Regions from separate parts of the Ovis aries genome. Here all the other regions are linked to region 3. The links are chromatin contacts, called in public Hi-C maps. All regions are on one chromosome and are shown on one strand. Each heading gives the region's core, a stretch centred on a gene start, on an enhancer-like site or on the middle of the called end of the contact. The rest is flanking DNA. Distances are from core to core; before and after follow the strand shown. Region 1 overlaps NFIA (nuclear factor I A). Region 2 overlaps LOC105612174 (a long non-coding RNA gene). Region 3 overlaps NFIA (nuclear factor I A).

Evidence for each region. A called contact is a pair of places that touch in the nucleus more often than the background predicts.
Region 1: a Hi-C map of tail adipose tissue shows a contact between it and region 3, with 2.2 times the contacts expected there. The contact joins two enhancer-like sites. A contact is called at or near these places in 2 of 16 Hi-C or Micro-C datasets (skin fibroblasts and tail adipose tissue).
Region 2: a contact with region 3 is called in a Hi-C map of hypothalamus, with 6 times the contacts expected there. The contact joins two enhancer-like sites. A contact is called at or near these places in 7 of 16 Hi-C or Micro-C datasets (hypothalamus, liver, mesenteric adipose tissue and 3 more).

The regions. Positions count from the first base shown.
Region 1 is chr1:36,423,576-36,427,200 of ARS-UI_Ramb_v3.0, forward strand. The region is part of intron 2 of NFIA (nuclear factor I A); the gene reads left to right. Among named protein-coding and RNA genes, the nearest start is that of NFIA, 110 kb to the left of the region's middle. Within about 2 kb of position 2,101, at least 42 of the 54 cell types and tissues checked have an H3K27ac peak or open chromatin away from gene starts, as enhancers often do. A contact at or near this core is called in tail adipose tissue, where this site is marked.
Region 2 is chr1:36,289,285-36,293,235 of ARS-UI_Ramb_v3.0, forward strand. LOC105612174 (a long non-coding RNA gene) reads right to left here. Exons shown (of 6, transcript XR_009599378.1): 6 at 2,933-3,515. Among named protein-coding and RNA genes, the nearest start is that of NFIA, 27 kb to the right of the region's middle. Within about 2 kb of position 2,372, at least 36 of the 54 cell types and tissues checked have an H3K27ac peak or open chromatin away from gene starts, as enhancers often do. A contact at or near this core is called in hypothalamus, where this site is marked.
Region 3 is chr1:36,709,597-36,713,537 of ARS-UI_Ramb_v3.0, forward strand. All of the region lies in intron 9 of NFIA (nuclear factor I A), which reads left to right. Among named protein-coding and RNA genes, the nearest start is that of TM2D1, 250 kb to the right of the region's middle. Within about 2 kb of position 2,350, at least 27 of the 54 cell types and tissues checked have an H3K27ac peak or open chromatin away from gene starts, as enhancers often do. A contact at or near this core is called in hypothalamus and tail adipose tissue, where this site is marked.

The DNA.
Region 1 (3,625 bases), core at 851-3,350, 290 kb before region 3:
ATTGTTCTGTCCTTTTTCTCCTTGGTTTCATGTTCCAGTCTTTAAAATACTTGAAGCTGAAATTTAAATATATTAAAACTATTTTTATTTTAAATTCTTTCTGCATTTTTCTGCATTTGTATTTTGGTTGCCTACAGACACTCTATTTTTAACATGCATGTTGTTTTGACGGTTGGTACTGAGACTGTAAGAGCTAACCATCTTGACCTTTCTGTTCACCAGGTCAGCAGGAGGAAGCGTCTCAGAGTTAATTCTGTCTTGTTCACAGCTGGGGACAGAACATTCCTCTGTGATCCGCTTGCCCATGATTTGCTGAGATCTCTTGGAAGTCAAATTTGATACTATAAGTCCTGGGCTTCTGAGGTGGAGCACAGATCAACCTTACTGACACATTTGGTTAAGAATTAGATTAGACAAGACCTCTGTGGTCTTTAAAAGTTTCACAAACAGTTGAAAATGGAATTATTTGGTACATTATCTTAGTTTTGCAACAAGTTCCAATTTAGAAATTTCTTTAAGCCCAATATCAACCAAGATTCAGGACCTTGAAGAAATTTCGGTTAGGACTCTAAAAAATAGTGTGCATGGATGTAAAATTTTATTTTCAACAAAACAGCAAGTATTTCAATTAAGCAAGTATGTGTTATATTAGAAAGGATTTAAACCATAACAACTTGGCTTGCTTTATATAAATTATTATTTTGTAGTATCAAAAATTTTTACTTAAGAGTGCTCTTATCCTCATATTCTCTGATTTTTCTGTACCGTTTTTTCTGTAACTTTGCAGTTCAACTAAACAGAAACACTTAATTTCAGCATTGAAGAAGTTTGATTCATACATTATTGTTTACGAAATAGAAACGTTACATGGATGACAATAATTTAAAAATATGGTGACTTGTCTTGGTTGTATTCAAACTGCCCTGAATACTGAAGACCAAAATCCATGAAAAGTCTTTGCCCTGCTAGCTTCTTGCTTAGCATAAACTATGAACTCATAACTTTTCTGCAAAGATTTTCTTGAAGATCCTTTTCTCATTTAGTTCCTTTATCCCAGTTAGAGATCTTAATCTTTTGATGGGCAGCTACTTTTATTTCTGGTTCAGAACTGTAGTAGCACAGGTGAAATAGCTTTAACTAATGTCAGTCCATGCGGTTGCAGAAGAGTCGGGAAACGACTTAGCAACTAAACAACAACGAATGTATGTTTTGGTATTTGGAGAGAGAATTTGAAGGATGCTTTATTTAAAATACCCTGTTACAGCTATCAGAAGTTTCTCCTAATTTATTTTCTTGCAGGTATTTCAAAGATGCTTAATCATTAAATGATGATTGAGGAATTTAATGATAGAATAGATAGGAATGAGAATTGGGAGGTGGGAAGGAGTCATTGGATCTGAGAAACACCCGTAGTTTGGCGAGGTGGGACTGTGAAAAAGGCATAGGCCCTACTGAGGTAGCTTCAAGAAGTGGACGCTTGTTTTGGAGTAATGGTAGCAGGTATACATGGTTTGGCTCATTCAGGCCCCTCTCTCAGGAGGGACACATGTGAAACCATCAGCACGTGTATTGGTCTTGTATTAACTGTGGCAAGGTTGTGCATTAAAGAACATCACCATCACCAAAAGGGTGGGAACACCCCAGCGGCAGTGGCTAGTGGCCAGGTGCTTTAGGATAACACCGCAGGCAGGCCTGGCCAATCAGATGCACGCTCTTGCTGGCAGTTGCTCCTTTGGCCACCACTGCAGTAAACACTTTCCCTTGGATGTTGGTTTTCTGTTGTGTCTGGCAGCCACACAGGGCTGCTTGAACTTTAGCCAGAGGCAAATATTTATACATCAGAGTGTGCAGTGTTCAACTGGTCAGGCCTGAGAGGGAGAGTGAGAGACCTCCGTGCCTTCTGGCCAAAGAGGATGTGTTTCCCCCGGTGCCCCATCCCACCCCCTTTCCACCGGGTGACATGGTGAAGTGGGACCATCCTGGAGGTCGCAGGAGCTCGGGCTGCCTGTGCTGCTTTCCTAAACGCATCCAGGCACAACCTGGGGGTGTGCTTTCCGAAGGGAGGGCGTCCTGACATTGCTGCCTGCTCCTTTAATTTCTCTTGGAAAGTTTACAGTTAATATTTTCCCTGGAACACTGTCAAGCTTTTGACAGAGCCCGAGTGTATGCCGAACTGTGAAATCGAGCCCGAGAAGCAAGTTGTGAGAAATCTGTTTCTACTCAAATCCGTAAGGTTTCGTGAAAAACAAAAACAAAAACAGAAAACTTCAGGGGGGAAGCCGGGAGCGGTCCGGGCCGGCCTCTCGTGGTGCGGGCTCGGCCGCCATTTTAAGAAGCCGGCGCAGGGCGACGCTGGGCTCCTTACATGGCGGCTGTATTTACTCGGCCGCAGCCAATCACGCCGGCCGGGCCGGGCACGTGACGCGCCACGAGGGCACGCTCAGCCATTTCCTCGCTGCTGAGAAACTTGCTACCTCCACAGAGCGCTTTACCTTGTTTTGCGTGCCAAATGTTCCTGCAGAATGTGTCTAGCAGACTGGCATTTGTCCATAAAGTTATTTTAGTAGGTAAAAAGTCTCTGAGCACTTGAGCTTTGTGCATTCTTTATGTAAAATGGATTTCCCTTCTTGGCCAGAGGCCAAGGGTACAGCACACTCGCTGGGTGAGAAGAGAGCTTCTCTGCTGAGAAACTGGTGGACCGACACACTCTAATTTTTTGGCTTCTGACCAAACAAGCTCGATGGATGCCAAAATTCAACAAAATAACACATTATTGTGTGATAGGAGCCCTACTCGAAGAGAGCAGGAACTCGGAAGAACTTCATACTGTCCCCCCTCCCCCCATTTTTTAAAGCATTGTCACTTTGGGGAGCTTGCTTTGGGGAACAAGAGGAAAATAGCAAAATGCAGCCGTAGAGACTAAGGTATGATTTGCACATAACCGTGAAGGAAGGAACTGAAGGAAAACAGAGGAGTTTAAAATTGCTTTTATGAACTTTTCCCAGACATAACACAGTTCCATGACTTGACTCTTACTCGGATTCTTAACCCTGTAGGCTCCATCTATGTGTCCAGGCTGAATGGTGGGCTACTTAATAGGCAAATAATTTACGTGAGATTTAAGCACTTTGAAAAGGACAAACCTAAGGATACCTGTAAATGCCAATGATGGAATCTTGGCAAGCTTATGAGGAACAGCAGAAACCTTTGTATGTTTACATGTTCTAGTATGCTTTTGCCCCCTGACGTCTGATTTTGAAATCTGTTAAATTACTTGTCTAAGTCAGGTGAGCTCGCTGTACCTCAATTTCCACATAGGTAAAACGAAGACATTAAAGAAGATAGTTAAGATCTTTTTGAGCTCCAAGGGCACTAAAATCTGAATAAACAACAGGCAGAAATATGAAACAAATCCTCAGTTATTGTATGGAAAATTATCAATCTAAAAGGGAAAGGGGAAATATCTCTAGTTCAAACCACCACCATCCTTCCTGGAAGTACTTCTGTAATCCCGAGTGTTCAGGCCTCTTCCCATCTTGATTCTACAAACAGCAGCGAGAATGGTGTTTAAAGAATTGAATTAGTTTTTTTAATCATCCCTCTGCTTAAAAATCTCTTGTGGTTT
Region 2 (3,951 bases), core at 1,122-3,621, 420 kb before region 3:
AATACCCCAACCCAAAGCCTCTTTAACTTCCGTTGTGCTATATTTGCATGCGTGCAAAGTTGCTTCAGTCATGGCGGACTCTTTGTGATCCTATGGACTCTAGCCGACCAGGCTCCTCTTTCTGTGGGGATTCTCCAGGCAATAAATGTTTGTTATGTTTAGTTATTCTGAAAAGTGAAAAGAAGGTATTCTGGGTAGGAATGCACCATATTCTACCACACCTTCAACATGGTTTGATTTGGTGCCTAGGTAGATAAGAAGAAGGGGAGTTAGTGAGTCATTGTTACACAATTTGGAAAAACAAAAGTACTGAAAGGAGTATAATTTTCCTGCCAAATAATCCAATCCTTTCATCATGAACTGTTACTATTCCATGGATGCAGGTATCAGCAAAAATATTTAATATTCAAAATTACTTATTGTAAATAATTTTTGTAACCAAATCTACAAAGGACCATCACTATGGGTCAGATGCCAGGATTTTGCCATAGCTACATTATACAAAAATTTTCAGTGTGATAGTATGCTATAAAGAGATTTGGTTGGTTTGGTCACTAAATATGTTACTCATATTTGTTAATGAGTAACTAGATCAACTCATTGTTTGGCTTCTCCCATGGTACACACGCCACCTTCCTCCACCATCAATATTTCCTTATGAAATGTAATACTCGACCATTGCTAAAGGCCATAAACACCATCTTCTACCACACCTTCAACATGGCAAAACCACCAAGATGCCACTTCTCCAAGTGACCTTTCCCAATAACTTGTAGCAGTGTCCCAAAGCTAGTTGGAACCATATTAAGTTATGGTGCAACAGAGGCACCTGGATGTATAATCAGAAGAGCTAGGCTCTTCATGACCTGGCTCCACCACTTCTCTGAAGGATTTTAAGTGACCCCCTATTCTCCTACTCTCTAACCCCCAACCCCCATATACCTGAACCAAGCTTTCCTCTTCTATGAAGAATGAACTTGAGGTCCTACTTCATGGAAGTGTTATGAGAATCACATGCACATAGTAGGTGCTTAAATTGATGTTAAAGGTAGATTCTGAAATGTAGATCTGAGTTGTTGACATAGGAAAATTTCTTGAAGAAACAAAATATACCAACTATTCTTTGTATCCTCTTTATTTCCTCATATTCAAAATGAGAATAACATAAACAATGTAAGGTGATAAAAATGAAATGAGATAATACTGTGTGTGTGCGTGCTCAGTTGTGTCTGACTCTTTGTGACCCTATAGATTGAAGCCCACCAGCCTACTCTGGCCATGGGATTCTCCAGACAATAATAGTGTGGTTTGCCATGCCCTCCTCCAGGGGATCTTCCCAACCCAGGGATCAAACCTGTGTCTCTCTCTAGTCTCCTGCACTGGCAGGCAGGTTCTTTACCACTAGTGTCGCCTGGGAAGCCCCAAAATAGCAATAGTAAGTTATCCATATTAGAATGCTATTATTTGTCTAAGAGGAGGGGATTAGCTAGAGAAAGTAGTTATCACAACTTCTACTGACGGGTCCTTCTAATCAGACACTCATCTCTCTCTGGCTCGCTCTACCCTCTTCTAAGGCCCTAATCTTCAAAAAACAGAAAACAGTAGACAAGGGCTTATAAGTTAGATTTGTTAGAGTAAAAGACATTTTTTTCCTTATTAAAAATCGCTGAAAGCTCCCTCTAGAAGGCATCGCATAGTACGCTGTTTAACTCTAGAAAGGATCCTGTCAGACAGGTATCACTATTCCCCTTTTTAAAGGATGACGAAATCAAGACTCAGAAAAATCAAGTAACCTGTCTAAGGTCACAGGGCCACTCTTAGTGAAACAAGCTGCACTCCCTCGGACTAGCCCGGAGGAGGGATTTCTTTGATCCACGAATTCCCGGATTCCTGTGTTTACTACCCCAACCCCCTACTCCCCAAAAGTTCATTCTCAGTGCCCTCGGGACTCCCTCTTCTTCTAACAGTTCCGTTAATTCTGGAGCTCAGAACTCAGACTCAGGATCAGAGAGACGGCTCCCTGGACAAAACCGGGCCCTGCTTCTTCCCCTGGGTCTCTTTTTCTTGACCGGCAGTTTCTCCCCTTCTCCCTTCTGCAATCTGGAACTCGCCTGCAGGTGGCGCCCTGATTCGCTCGGGGAACTTGGAGGGCGAGGACACCGGTCACCAGCGGCCTCCCTTCAAGGCCATTTTAAATAGTCCCTTGGCTGGCGCCCTGCACAGGAACCCTGGTAATGCGGTCATGCCCCCCGCCCCCGCCCCTGCCCCAGCCCGGTCTCTCTTCCTCTCCCCCGCCTCGCCCCTCCGCTCCCGTCCCCTGCCCCCTCCGGCCGGTGCGGTGCGGGAGCTGTCTGTCGGCGCTTCCTCCGAGGTCGGGCTAGGGAGCGGATCTCCAAGCGCTCTAGGCCGAGCCTGGGGCTCCGAGGTGGTGCTCCGACCCCAGAGCCTCCGCCGGCCCTCCCCCTTCCCCCATCCCCCACCCCCGGTGCTGCAGCTGTAGCGGGGGTGGAGGGATCGGGGGAAGAGTGTGACCCGTGAATGCTGGGCGAGGCGGGGCAGCTTTAAAAACTTCTGAAAGGCCACGTTCAAAGCCTCCAGGGACCGAACTTGGGCCGGAAGGCGGTTTCCACGGAGGGGGCCTAAAAGGGGGCGGAGGGTGCACCTGCAGGGGCGGGAGCGCGCTGCCTGGGAAGAGGGTCTGGGTACCCAGGAACCCTGAAGCCCGGGCCCGGCACTCGCCACCTGGCCCCAGCCTCCTCCGCCCCAAGCCCTTGCCCCCTCGGGGAGCCAGCGGCCCCTCCCGGGACTTTGCTTTCATCCTCCCGGCGGGATGGCAGTGGGGCGGGGTGGGAGCCTTTTTGGGCCGCGTGTTCCCTGCGGGGTCTTCCTTCCCTCCGGCCCCTCCTTAAGAACCAGAGGTTTTGCAGCAAAGTTGAATTCCCGGATTTTAATTCCAGTCCACCCGGGTGGGAGACGGCTGAGGAAGTGGGCATCGCGATGGAGGAAACGTTCCCACTTTACTTCCCACCCCCATAAAAATCACTGGGGAGGGTGAGAAGGAAGAGAAAAGGAGAGGAGGGGGCCCACGCTGGGGGTGAGGAGGTGGGTAGAGGGTGGCCAGGGTCGCATAGTGGTGAACCGGATAGTGGTCCGGGCGGGCGGCGTCTGTGCGCCTCGGCTGTGCCATCTGGGGGCACATCGGGAGGGGCAGCCGCTGGCCAGGGCCGCTCTTGAACAGACAGCTGACGCGGTCCCTCACGGGTCAGAGGGGGAAGGACTAAAGGGATTTTCACTAGTATGAGGATCTCCAGGCCCAAAGTCCTTCCTCTTGAGGCTCTTGAATTAATTAGGTAAATGATTTCCTTCATTGGTAGTTTCTGAAGAAGACATTTTCTGGTATCTTCTGAAACGGAGCGCTTTAGCCAGGTAGCAAATACAGGGAGGGTTCCCTTAGGACGGTATCCACTCCTGCAGTCTCTCGGGGCGTGAACAGATGGGTGGGTTAGTGGGAGCACCTGGGGATACGTAGACATGGAATCGAACAAAGCTCCTGAGTTAAGGAAGAAAAAGAGCTACTGAAAATAGAGTCGCTTGAAAATAAACAACATAAATTTTATTATTTTGCTTGGCGTTCTTTTCCTTGATCTGAGAAAGTAAAATAAATGAGTTTGGTTTTTTTTTCCAATTAGCATTTATTACATTTTCTCAAAGGCCTTGAAAGAGTTATTTTAATAAATTTGAAGAACAATAGTGCTGGCATTAAAGAGATGAGAACCGATCGCTAGGCTCCAGGAGAGTTTAGCTGCAACACTAACTTCAAATTTAGTGTCTTTATGTATTAAAAAAAAAAAAAAATAGGGCAGCGTTTTTATTAACTCATAACTTTAGGAGGTAGGGAACACTAAAAAAGAAAGAGACCTAAGGAAAAATAAAGCAATGGGAACAAAAAGA
Region 3 (3,941 bases), core at 1,100-3,599:
AGAAACTGAGCCTTCATCAACCATGTTTTAGGCACACTTATGACCAAATTTTGGAAAATAGCCTCGGTTTCCTAATTGCTCTCCCCTTCAGATAGGAAAGGAAAGAGACTGCCACCGTCAAAGGTACTGAGTGCCATTTCAGGCTTCCTGCTTGTGATGAAGCCGGATAGATGTTGTTTATGGTTCATAAAACCTGACTACTGTGAATATTCCAGAATCCTGGCAGAATGGGATTCGAACTTTCATGGAGCTGTAAATTAAGGGGCGGGAAGTGTGATAAAACTCCTTAGAAAAAAGTGGGGTGTGGCGTGGGGGGGAGTCATGCTGCAATGGTTAAATGAAATTTTATAAGCACATTCAGTGTGGAGCTGTTTTGCATTACATGAATTGAATACCTTAGAGACGCCACATCTGCAGGCACTTTATTAAATCCTTAGTCAGCACTTTCCAACCTGATGAGATTACTTCTTCATTTGACTGGAGAAGAGGAAAGCTGAGCTCTGGTCCTGGACTGCAGATTTCTTTTGATGTTTCACCTTGAACACTGAGAGAGGACAATCAGCCCCACTTCCAGCCCCCTCCTCACCACCTTAGCACATCCCAAGCTGTAGACACTGTGAATGTAACAGTAATTTTCCTTAACTCTAGCCTCTGTGGGAGTTTGGATTTATGGACCTCCCAAACAACTATAGCTGAGAGTTCCCAAGGGAAAAAAAAAAAGAAAAGATAGATCAAAGCTCTGTGTTTACTTCCTTAATGTAAATGTATCAAGATAACATCATCCGATATTCTATTGTAATATTGAAATTCACTGTAGATGAGGGACAGGGGTTCCTTTGTAGTCCATCTGGATACAGTAGATTAGATTAAAGGGCTATAAAATATGAAGGCAGAAACCGTATGAAACCTAAGCTTGTGTTAGTAAATATCTGAAGATAATTTTTTGACTCTCCATCAATGAATTTTGTTTAATGTGGCAACATTTTCCCAGTGATTTGCTCCTCAACCCCAACAATTTAACAGTCTCAGATTTCTTTCATATTTTTCTTGTACAACCCAACAAGAAAATGCCCAGAATTATTCGTCAAGTAATGTTTTGCAACTTGCACACCTTGAATTATAGATTTTGTAAGAGAATATCACAAGAGAAAAATGGGCTTTTACAAACATTATCTTGTCTATTGCACATTATTCATAGTTCATGGAAGTTTTTAAAAATCGAGTGGCTTAGACATGTGCAGCTATCACACTCATCATAATGGAATTAAGGAAGGCCTTCAGCTACAAACTAGTCATGAGAACATTTGATGAAATGAATGGGTTCTATTTTTTAGTATTTTAGTTGCTTATCTGCCATCACTATGAATAAATGATTTAATCAAGGAGCCCTCATTCAAAAGGGAAAAAAATTCCCTGTGTAGTTCCCCTAACCAGCTGACTTCCCATTCTGGAAAGCCTTGGTCAAGTAGCTGGGTTAATTGTCATGAAGATTAGTGTAATGTTGAAATAAGGACTAATGGTCAAATTACAGGAGTGAAAAAGTTTAAGAATAGGTTTTGGTTTGGGCCTGAAAGGGTTAATTAAGTTTTTTTCACGGCTTATTAAAGACCCCCAACCCAGGCCTTCAGGAGTCATATTGACACCCCACCCCAGGGCAACTCTCTCTGGTGACATGTTGCTGGTCAGAGCACAATAGTCTTCTGTGTCTGCAAATCATTGCTAAAATCATCTCAAGGAAAAAAAAAAAAGTTTGAAAGCTTTAACGTTAGACAAAAGCCCAAGAGCTGCACTGCGCAGCTCAAAAACCCGGAGTCAGCAACTTCTATTGATTAAAAACTAACCTTTAAAGTAACTCTGAGAGTGTGTGGTTAGCATTTAAATTTAAACATGTCATGAGTTGATTTGTGTTACTGAATACCAACTCAGAAGGAGTAACATTCACATCGCATTTTTTTTCTAATTCCCTTAAGCAGCTAAAGTATTTCATGAAATGTCAATAGGGCAAAAAGAAAAGGAGGGGGGGAACAGCCAATGCCGGGCCTGTAGTTTTCTTTCCCATGCAAATATTCACACACACACACACCCCCAAAAGAAAAGTGTGGAGAGTGAAACACAATAATTAGTCCTTTGTCTAACTTTCCCAAGTGCCAGAGAAAGACAGATTAATTAAATATACAACAGTGTTGGTTTTTGGAGTGGGGGTCTCGCTTGCTGGGTAGGTCATAAATTAGGCAGAATAAATACTTCAATGTGTTTGCAGTGGGCCTGCTACGTCAGAGCCACTGGAAGGTTGGTGGGAGGAGAGCGGAGGGTTTCTTGCTAATGATAGTCACGTCTGGGTCTGTCTGGTTGCTCTTAGCAACCAGACATGATGTAACACCAGGATGAACTTGAACTTGGGGGACTTGAAAAGAGAACAATAGACCAGAGCAATCAATAAAGCCTATTTCAGTGAAGGATTACAGAGCTGCTCTGGGGTAACCTTGTCGGCAAGGCACACACTGAATAGTAAGATGTGTGAAGAAACTTTTTTTCCTTTGCTTTGCTTTTTAAGAGAAGTGTAGAGGCACTGCAGATTTTTGTAGTGCACTGAGGTTGTGTCCAGAAACTGTGGAATGGAAAACTGCTCCCCCTACTGACTCACTGAGTCCCAGGCGCTTGCTTTGAGAACTACGACGCAGCGTCAGATTTAAAGTCTGGAATTTCACAACTGACTTAGAAAGTGTGAGAACAGACATTGTCAGCGTGACCCGCCGCATCCCAAGTTTGAGACTGTTTGGTTCCAGGGAGAACTCGGCTCTATCTCGGATCTGCGTCAGCTATGCGGGAGTCCAGCTAGAAATACGGTTTGGAGACTGCCTCCTGACTCCTCTCTTCCCCCCTCTTCTTTCTTTTGTCCAGTTCGATTTAGGCCCTGTGTATTTGCCAGGATGATTTCCTTTCAGGACACAAGAGGCTTTATTGTGCTCCTCAAAGCATGTGGTCAAAGAATAACATCTGAAAGTATACAGGATGAGCAGTTTTTCGGTTTAGACTTCAGGCTTTTCTTTTTTTTTTTTTTTTTTCCCTTCAAGTCCTCTGGAAATCAAAGGTAGCTTGTGTGACTAGGAAATCTTATCCCAACCTCCATGTAGCTATCATTTTGCCATTTATCCTGGAATCAAACGAGTCCTTGCTTTACCTAATTGAATCTCTTGGACACGGATGAGCCTTCATCTGACTGAGTCAACCCAAATGCAGCCCTTTCTAATACTGTCAACTCAGAGGTTTCAGAAGCGTTTAATTTTGCTTGAGGTTGATGATTTTTCTGTGAATAAATGTGGTGAATTTGGTAGGGTAGCTGTGGAGAAAAGTTGGCAAAAGCCATGTACTTTTTTATCTGACTTGAGAAACTGACTCTGATACTAAACCGTAATTGGTCACTTTGTTTAGCTAACAGAGAAAGAAGTGCCAGCGTATAGAGCGACGTATCGCCAGACTATTGCCAAAGCTAACCACCTAAGGGCTCATGAAAGGAAAAGGCAACTGGTAACTGGGTCCGGCAGTTAGATGCAAGGCTGTAAATAAACGTCAAAGGAGCAAAAGCACGCGTGAGGGCTGTGCCCGTGGCCTCGTTTTTTCCTTTGGACGCTATGGTAAAATCTTTGATACCAGTTGACGATTATATGTCATTTTTAAACATTTTATTTTAGAAATATTGAGCTGAGAGGAGCATTTTACATCGTAAAATCTACCTCATGCACATCTAAGGAGACTGAGTAGAAGAGAAATACTAGGACTTCTCCAAAGTCACCCAGGATTCTTGGTACAGCACTTGCCCTGCTTGAGCTCCATTTACTCTTCTGTCGGTTTTGATCCTCTGTGCCTGTTACAAGAACATTATGATAACTTCTCATTGAAAAGGAGATGCCGTGAGATTCATCAGAGAAGACATCCATGAT